Regions from separate parts of the Macaca mulatta genome. Here region 2 is linked to region 1. The links are chromatin contacts, called in public Hi-C maps. All regions are on one chromosome and are shown on one strand. The core of a region is the stretch at or near the end of the contact, and the rest is flanking DNA. Distances in the headings are between cores, read along the strand shown. Region 1 holds the start of SPSB2 (splA/ryanodine receptor domain and SOCS box containing 2). Region 2 holds the start of ATN1 (atrophin 1).

Evidence for each region. A called contact is a pair of places that touch in the nucleus more often than the background predicts.
Region 2: a contact with region 1 is called in a Hi-C map of CD4 T cells, with 2.6 times the contacts expected there. The contact joins the promoter of ATN1 here to the promoter of SPSB2 in region 1. A contact is called at or near these places in 3 of 14 Hi-C or Micro-C datasets (CD4 T cells, fetal cortex germinal zone and liver).

Annotation. Positions count from the first base shown.
Region 1 is chr11:7,836,203-7,840,605 of T2T-MMU8v2.0, reverse strand. It overlaps SPSB2 (splA/ryanodine receptor domain and SOCS box containing 2), which reads left to right and starts at 1,815. Exons shown (of 4, transcript XM_077953439.1): 1 at 1,815-2,713; 2 at 2,716-2,874; 3 at 3,779-3,865; 4 at 3,868-4,153. The coding sequence starts at 2,215. The coding sequence ends at 3,905. TPI1 (triosephosphate isomerase 1) reads right to left here. Exons shown (of 7, transcript XM_015150934.3): 7 at 4,270-4,403. It also overlaps the pseudogene LOC100429951.
Region 2 is chr11:7,896,558-7,900,705 of T2T-MMU8v2.0, reverse strand. ATN1 (atrophin 1) reads right to left here and starts at 1,255. Exons shown (of 10, transcript XM_015150940.3): 1 at 1,060-1,255.

The sequences.
Region 1 (4,403 bases), core at 566-3,065:
TTTGTAACCTCCTTAAGGATTCACTGCTTAATCTCCAGTGCTTAGCACAAATCATTAAATGCGAACCAGAAACTGTTCCAAATGTGTTACATCTATAACCTCATTGGATCCTCACTACCAACCCCATGCAATAGATACTAATGTGATCTCTGTCTTACAGAGGAAGAAACAGGCACAGGGAGGTTCAGTAATTTGTCCAAGATCATACACACAGTGGCCTTCAGGTATTCATGAATGGGGAGTCTGGTTCCACAGTTACCATGTTTGCCATTATATTATATTGCCTCCTTATTAGTGTCCACACTCTGTAAGCATATTGACATCTACGCTTGTTGAGTGCATACCATGTACCCAGCTCTGTGCTACATGTTTTACCTGAATTATTTCAACTGCATAACAACCCTGTGAGGTAACTACCATCATTGCTCCCATTTTACATAACAGAAAACTATAGAAATCTGGGGCTGGGCATAGTGGCTCATGCCTGAAATCTCAGCACTTTGGGAGACCCTGTCTCTAAAAAAATTTTTTTTTGGCTGGAAGTGGTGGCTCACCCCTTTAATCTCAGCACTTTGGGAGGCCGAGGCAGGCAGATCACAAAGTCAGGAGTTCGAGACCAGCCTGGCCAACATGGCAAAACCCTGTCTCTACTAAAAATACAAAAAATAGCCAGGCATAGTGGTGGGTGCCTGTAATCCCAGATACTCAGGAGGCTGAGGCAGGAGAATCGCTTGAACTTGGGAGACGGAGGTTGCAGTGAGCCGAGATCGTGCCACTGCCCTCCAGCCTGGGCAATAAGAGCAAGACTCCATCTCAAAAAAATAAAAATAATTTTTAAAAAATTAGCTGGGCATGGGAGCACATGCTTGTAGTCCCAACTACTTGGGAGGCTGGGGTAGGAGGATCACTTGAGCCCAGGAGGTCAAGGCTGCAGTGGGCTGTGATGGCGCCACTGCACTCCAGCCTGGGTGACAGCAAGACCCTGTCTCAAAAAAAAAAAAAAAAAAAAAAAAAGGAGAAATCTGGCAACTTCCCCGAGATCACACAGTTAACTAGTGGCATAGCTTCACTCAAACTCCAAGTCTCAGCCAGGACACTCTACCAAATGAGATCAACGGCTCAGTAATGGATTGGCATCCAGTATGAAGACTGGACCAGCAGGGAAAACTATGATGCGTACAGCCCAGAGCCTGAAGCAGATTTCACAGCCTCAGAGGTGGCACAGGCTGACTCAAAACCCGGGGCAGAAAGGGACCAACCCAGAAACAGTGACCCAGAATCACAGGGAAATAGAAATGGGAGTCAGCACAATGAAGCCCCTCCTTCACCCCATGCTCCTTATCCTCAAGGTCGCAGGAGTTAGTTGCTCAGGCGGTTCAAAGGTCTTGACGGTGAACACCATCCCCAGGGATTCCCAAGGCGGTGATGCCATCAAAGCGTTAATTCTGAGCTGGGCCTGACCGGGTGCGGACTCTGCCGCAGGGAGAGAAGGGTTAATCGCCCCGGGCCTTCGCCGTGGGGGCGGGGCTTCGGGGAGGGTCACAGCCCGGTGCGGAGACCCGAGGTTAACCGCCCGGGGTGGGGTCCAGGGGGCGGGGCATGCTCCCCGCGGCTGCGGCGGGTAGACAGGTAACTGCCCCCGAAGGGGCGAGGCCATACAGGGGCGCGGCCTCGGGCTGCACAACCCGGGGCGGCGATGAGAGGGTTAACGCCCCGGAGGGCCCTGGCGGGGCGGGGCCGCGGGGTGAGCACCGCCCGAGGGAGGTGCTGGGGGCGGAAGCGGCACGCGGTGTGCGCCCTGCGCGCCTCGGCTTCTTTCCGCCCGGCTCTTCCAGAGGCCCGGCGACTTCCTGGGCTGGGAATCCAACCGAGGTTCGGGGGCAGCGGCTAGGGCTCGGGGCGAGTAAGGCGGATGGTCCCTGCTGAGGCCCAAAGGGGGCGAACTCGCGAGAGTCTCGGGCGACCTGGGTCAGATGGGGCGAGGGCAGATGAGGGGTCCGGGAGCTTTCGGGCAGCGAGGGGGGAGGAGCGGGCCAGTTGGCAAACTTGGGTGAAAGGATGGGGTGCCTGGGTGACGACCCCCCGCCAGGATTCTGCTCCTCCACCCCTTTTCTCCCAACTCGCTTCCAGGCCAATCTCAAACTGGAGCTCAACTTTTAGAAGAGAGACGCCCCAGCAAGCCTCTTTCGGGGAGCCCTATAGCTCCTCACCTCCATGGGCGAGACAGCCCTGGCGGGGGACAGCAGCAGCACCCCCACCCCACAGGCCCTGTACCCTGACGTCTCCTGTCCCGAGGGCTTGGAAGAGCTGCTGTCTGCACACCCTCCTGAACGGGGGGCCCAACGACGCCACGGTTGGAACCCCATAGACTGTTCAGAGAACATCGAAGTCAAGGAAGGAGGGTTGTACTTTGAGCGGAGGCCCATGTCCCAGAGCACTGATGGTGTCCGGGGTAAGAGGGGCTATTCAAGAGGCCTGCACGCCTGGGAGATCAGCTGGCCCCTAGAGCAGAGGGGCCCGTATGCCGTGGTGGGCGTGGCCACGGCCCGCGCCCCGCTGCCGACTAAGCACTACGCGGCGCTGCTGGGCAGCAACAGCGAGTCGTGGGGCTGGGACATCGGGCGGGGGAAGCTGTACCATCAGACCAAGGGGCCCGGAGCGCCCCAGTATCCAGCGGGAACTTAGGGTGAGCAGCCGGAGGTGCCAGAGAGACTGCTGTTCTGGACATGGAGGAGGGAACTCTGGGCTACGCTATTGGGAGCACCTACCTGGGGACAGCCTTCTGCGGACTGAAGGGCAGGACCCTCTATCCGGCAGTAAGCGCTGTCTGGGGCCAGTGCCAGGTCCGCATCCGCTACCTGGGCGAAAGGAGAGGTGAGGCCTGGGGCAGATGTGGGGAGAACTTTCTGTCCCTGGTGGCAGCGGTCTGGGATGGAAACTCTTCTGACAAGAGCAGAGGGGATGCACCTTCATCCAGCCTGCCTCTCGCCTGTTCAGTGCTGGGAAAGGCTAGGGGTCTTTACGGCTGTTATTTAATCCAGCAGCAATAGAGGTGAAACAGGCTTGAGAAAGCAACTTTCTCAAGTTTTCTTGGCCAGTAAATGGTGAACCTTCAGAATGGAGGGAGGCACTCCAGGGATGAGAGAATTCAGGAGATATCAACCCCTGAGCAAGAGGCGCAAAGGGTTAGGTACTGGGTTTGATGTACAGGTCCAAAAGGAGGAGGACAGGCAGAGCCAGGTACCCGGGGTGTGTACCGGATTCTCTGGGCTCTGACCTGTCTCTGTGCCACATACCCACTTCCTTCCTCAGCATGGAGACACTGGGGCCCTGGGCACCAGGGAGGAGAGCAGTGGAGGAGGCAGGGCCTTAGGGAGGGGCAGCAGGGGAGGAGCCTTCCTAGGAACTGACTGGGGCCAGGGCTTGGAGCTGCTCTCTGCAGTTGTGTGAGCTGTAGAGTGGACGGCCATCCTTCCTCACCTCAGCCCCAGCTCCCAAGCCTCTGGAGTCAAAGCCTGGGCCAGCTCCACCACGGTCAGAGCCACCTTGGCCTGTCACTTAGAGGGCCTTAGCCAGCGCTTCATCCCAGCTCTGACTAGGGATGTGTGAAATCTTAAGTGGGAGGCAGAACTTCAGGGCATCTCAGATTCCCCTTTCAGCCAAGGTGGGCACACTCAAAGCAGGAAAGCAGAAAGGCATCTGGGCAGGACCCTGTAGTTTGAGGACGTCTGACTGGTGGCTGCACCCATACTCACATTCCCCTCCTTCTCTCTCCCAGCGGAGCCACACTGTCTTCTGCACCTGAGCCACCTGTGTGTGCGCCACACCCTGGGGGATACCCGGCTCGGCCAGGTATCTGCCCTGCCATTCCCCCTGCCATGAAGCGCTGCCTGCTCTACCAGTGAGCCCTGTGATACCACAGACTGTGCTGAGGCCTTGCCACCACCCCTCCCCTTGGGAAGGTGGGGAGGCACTGCTGGCCTAGACCAGCTATTGAAAGCTGGTGAGGCTGGGCCCCTACCCCAACCCAAGCTCTGAGGAAATCAACAGCCCCAGAGCCACTCAGAGGAAGAGAGGGAGCCGGCATTCAAGGCTATGACAGTTTGCTACGCAAAACGTTTTTTTCTAGTAAAAACAGTAAGAGGTACTATTATAGAAACCTGTTCTTGGGTTTGTTTTTTTTTTTTTTGCACAAAGGATCATTTATATAGCTGCCTCAAAAAGGAAGATTATCTGGGCAAGTCCAGTGAAGGCAGACAGACCACAAGACCTAGTGCCAGGTGTTTATTCCCTCACATGTGGGTGGTTCACGTACACAGCACACAGGCATGGGCACCATGGGAGAGGGCGGCACTCCTGCCTTCGGAGGGGAGGATCTCGGCCTCACTGTGTAAGAAGGGAGA
Region 2 (4,148 bases), core at 6-2,505, 61 kb before region 1:
GTTGCCAAAGCAACTCCTACTCTCCTATAGCACCTCAGGGAAGGGAGCTTAAAGGTACCTACCCTAGTCGAAATAAGCCCATGCACAAAGGGAGATCTTTGAGCTCAAAGCAGTAACTAAGGCCTCCCTATATAGATCACAGCTCCAGGGGCAGCGGACGCTCCGGAAATTGGAGGGTGGAGGGTGGAGGTCGCAACTTGCTTGGAGTGCCTGTAAGGTTGCTCAATTATCTCATTTCCATCCTCCCAGAACCCCTTTCTTCCCAACTCCCCCTTCTGTGTTCCTGTTTTCCTCCTCATTAGTTTTGGGATAACCCACACTACTGGGCCCCAGTGTCCTCTCCAAGAAGTAACTATGTCTGGGATGGGGAAAACAGGGTCAGAGGTGACCTGGAGTAGGGGAATGAAAACCGTCACAAAGACATGGCCTTCCCACTTCCACGCTGGAAAACCTCCGGCTCTTCTCAAAGATGGACCTCTTTTTGCCCAAGCCTCCGTTTCCCCGAGGTTCATCAGCCACAGTCCCTCTTTCCACCTACCACACCCCTTTCCCGTTTCCCACTTCCCGTCCATTCCTAACGCCCCCAACCCCAGGCTCCGGAACCCGTGTTCTGGGCCTTTGGAGCTTTTTCCTGGAGCCTTCATGCCCCACCTCGCTGCCATCTCTCCTATCCCTTCTGCCTTCGCCCCGAACCCCACTCAGAGCATCCCCCGTTTTCCTCCGCCAACCCCCGCCTCGATGTTCCTCCTCTTTTGGGTCCGCGGGTCCCGGCTACCCTCTGGCCCCACAGCCTTCCTCCGGAGACCCTCCCTCCTTCCCCACCTTCCCGATCCTCCCGAAGCCCTGGCCCCCGACCCTCCTCGGCGGGCCCCACCCCCTGAGCCCCCGGCCTCAGGCCAGGCAAAGCCCGCAGTGGGGGGACGGGATTGGGAAAATAACAAATGGAGGCGGCGGCGGCAGGAGGGGGAACTGGGAGGGGTGGGGGTGGGGAGCCGCAGGCCGGAACCCGGGCGGGACAGAATCCCGCGGGCCCGGGGCCCAGGCGGCCGCAGACCTTACCTGCTGGTAGCTCGGGACGGCTGGCTGGCTGCGAGCGGGATTCCGGGCTCCGGCGCCTCTGGGGGGCGGCGGCGGCAGCTCCCCCGCCCCCCTCTCCTCTTCTCGGCCTCAGTCGCCGCCGCGACGACGGCGGCGGCGGCCCCGACCCCCCCGGAGGGCGGCCCCCATCCCCCCTTTTCCCCGCCTGGCCCCAATCGCCCGCCGGCCCCCGGAGCAAACCCCGATCCCCGCTCTGCTCCCCACCTCCCCGGGCTCGCCGCCTCCCTCTGGCCGCCCGGAATGCCCCGGGCCGCGCCGCCCGCCCCCGCCGCGCCGCCCGGCCCCGCGGCCCGCCCGGCCCTCGGCGCGGCTCCGACCCGCCGCCCGCGCCCGCCTAGCGCAGCCCGCACCCGCGCGATCCCGGGCCCCTCGGCCGCCTCGCCCACGGCCCCCGCCCCTTCCCCGGCGGCCGGCTCCCTCGCCCCCTCCTAGCCCCTCCCCGAGGCCGCGGTCCCTCCGAAATGGCCCGGCCCGAGGCCCCGACCCGGCACGGGGCTGCGGACGGGCTGGGCGGTGCGTCCAGCGACTCGCACAGGAAAGCGGACGGCGAAGGGAGGGAGCCTGGGAGAGGGGGATGGGAGAAGGGAGGAAGAGGGAGAAGGAGGGAGCGCGGAGGAACGGAGGAGAGAGGGGCCAGGAGGGAGACGCGAGGGAGGGAGCGCGAGGCAAGCCGCGAGGGGGGAGAGAGGGGGAGCCGGAGAGGGGGAGGCGCCGCGCGAGTTGGCCGAGGCCGAGGCCGAGGGGGCCGGGGCGCGGGGAGGGCTCGCGGTGGCGGAATGTGGGGAGCCCGCGGGCCCGGCGCGGGAGAGGGCTAGGTAGGAGGGGCTGTGAGTGGTGAGGGCAGATGAGGGGAGGCTGAAGTTTGGGGGCGACCGGGTCTGTGGCAGAGGTGAAGTGGGAGGAGTTTGGGGGATCCTGGGGTAGAGATTGGGATAATGGGATTGGATTGGAAAGATGGAGCTGCCTGGGGGCTTTGTGGGTGCCTGGTGAGAAGTGAGAGAAGCTTGGGGTGAGGGGTCTGTGGCAGAGATGGAGCCAGATGGGTTTGGGGTCTATTATCAGAGAGAATGGGATGGAAGTTTGGGGTCATAAGGAGGGAGAAAAATTGAAATGATGACATATATAAGAAGATGGGGCTTCTGGAAGACAGCAAAGCTTTTGGGGGTGATTCGTGTTGGGAAAAGAGTCAGAAATATAATAATTGGGGGTGGGGGGGTGAAGGAGAGCTGGAGAGAGAAGTCCAGAGGAAACGTCAGTGAGGAGAGAGGAGGGAACGTGAAGAACCTTAAGAAGGGATGAAGGAGGTGGACCCAGGTGCCAATTCTAGAGAAAATGGGTTCTGGGTGAGAAAGGAGGGCTCTGGATGGGAAAGGAGGGTGGGAGACACGGGGCTGGCTGGATCCTGGGGGTGGGGGCTCCCAGTGGAGCCCAGGAGGATTTACTTGGGCAAGCAGAACGGGGAAGAGGGGGATAAGAAGATTGGAAGGAAATGTAAGCTGAACAAGGCCTTTGGCGGCAGTATGGAAGAGGAAAGATCATGGATGGGAAAATAAAATGGAGATGGGGCCTGCGCGGGGGCTCACGCCTGTAATCTCAGCACTTTGGGAGGCTGAGGCGGGTGGGTCACTTGTCAGGAGTTCAAGACTAGCCTGGCCAACATGGCGAAATCCCGTCTCTACTAAAAATACAAAAATTAGCCGGGTGTGGTGGCGCATGCCTGTAATCCCAGCTACTCGGGAGGCTGAGGCAGGAGAATCCTTGAACCTAGGAGGCAAAGGTTTCAGCGAGCAGAGATCGCACCACTGCAGTCCAGCCTGGGCGACAGAGCGAGACTCCGTTTCAAAAAAAAAAAAAAAAGAAAAACAAAGAAAAAGAAAATGGAGATGGGAAAGGAGGGCAGTTAAAGGAAATGACAGATTTGGTGGGGTGGGGGGGTTGCTGGCAAGCCCATGGGTAGATAGGTAAGGGATACAGCTTGGAGGAGTGAGACACCATCCTCAGGCCTTCCATCTAGTGACATCTCCATTTTCCTTCTCAAATCTGTTGAAAGTCATCACTGAAGATCCCCTGGGTCACAGGGAAGCAGTCGGGTGAAGATTGGGCTTAATGTGGACCCAAATCCCTAGGTATCCTTGTTCCTCAATCCCACCTGTTCTAAGGTGTAGACAGTCCCCACCACAGACTGCAGGCTCCTCCCAACCCTTCCCTCTCCCTCCCCTGCTCTCCAGGTAGCCTCTGGCAGTCAGTCTGCCACCAGCCATGAAGCCAGCACCTCGGCTAGCCCACCACCAGTTCCTTCTCCTGGGCTCCCTCCTGGCCCTCCACCAAGCAGCAACATCTCTCAGGACAAAGGACACAGGGTGATTTTTGGCAGCAGAAATTGGGAAGGCCAGAGAATGGGAGGGAGGCAGGCTGGCAAACCGGAAGACCTGGAGCTGGAGTGTGGATTGGGAGCCCTCAGTAGCGCTCCATATTTGGGGTGGGGGCCGGGTACTTGTGGGACCAGTCTTGCTGGAGGCGAAGGGTGGTCCCTGAACTGACAAGATCCCACCTGCCTTCAGGGAAGGAAGGAGGTTGGCTCTGGAGCAGCTCAGTAGATTTTGTCTCAATTCCTTGGGCCAGATTCAACAAAGTTCTGGGAATACTCAAAAGCTCTAAGCAAGATTCCAGAGCACTGGGGAACTGGGCGCAGGAACAGGAACACTTCCTTGGCCTGGGAATGAGTCATCACTCTGAAGTCCCTTGAATTGGTTGGCACTCACCACTCCATGCACACCTTCCCAGCCCCTCCCAGGGCCTCCCTGAGACCAGGCCAGCTCCCTGTCTCCCGGTGCGCCCCACTCCCTCTTGCTCTAGGGTAGCTCCTGCTCCTCCCCACCCCCAGCTTTGTTCCAGGGCTCCCCCTTTCCCCCTCGCCCTCTCTCCCCATTGCATTTCCTCTCTTTCTGCACCACTCAGTTCAGACTCCCACTGGGCCTTGGCTCAAGCCCCTTCCAAATCCCTTCCAGGCTGAGCTCTTCTCCCGTGTTTTTTAATCACTAAGGAACGGG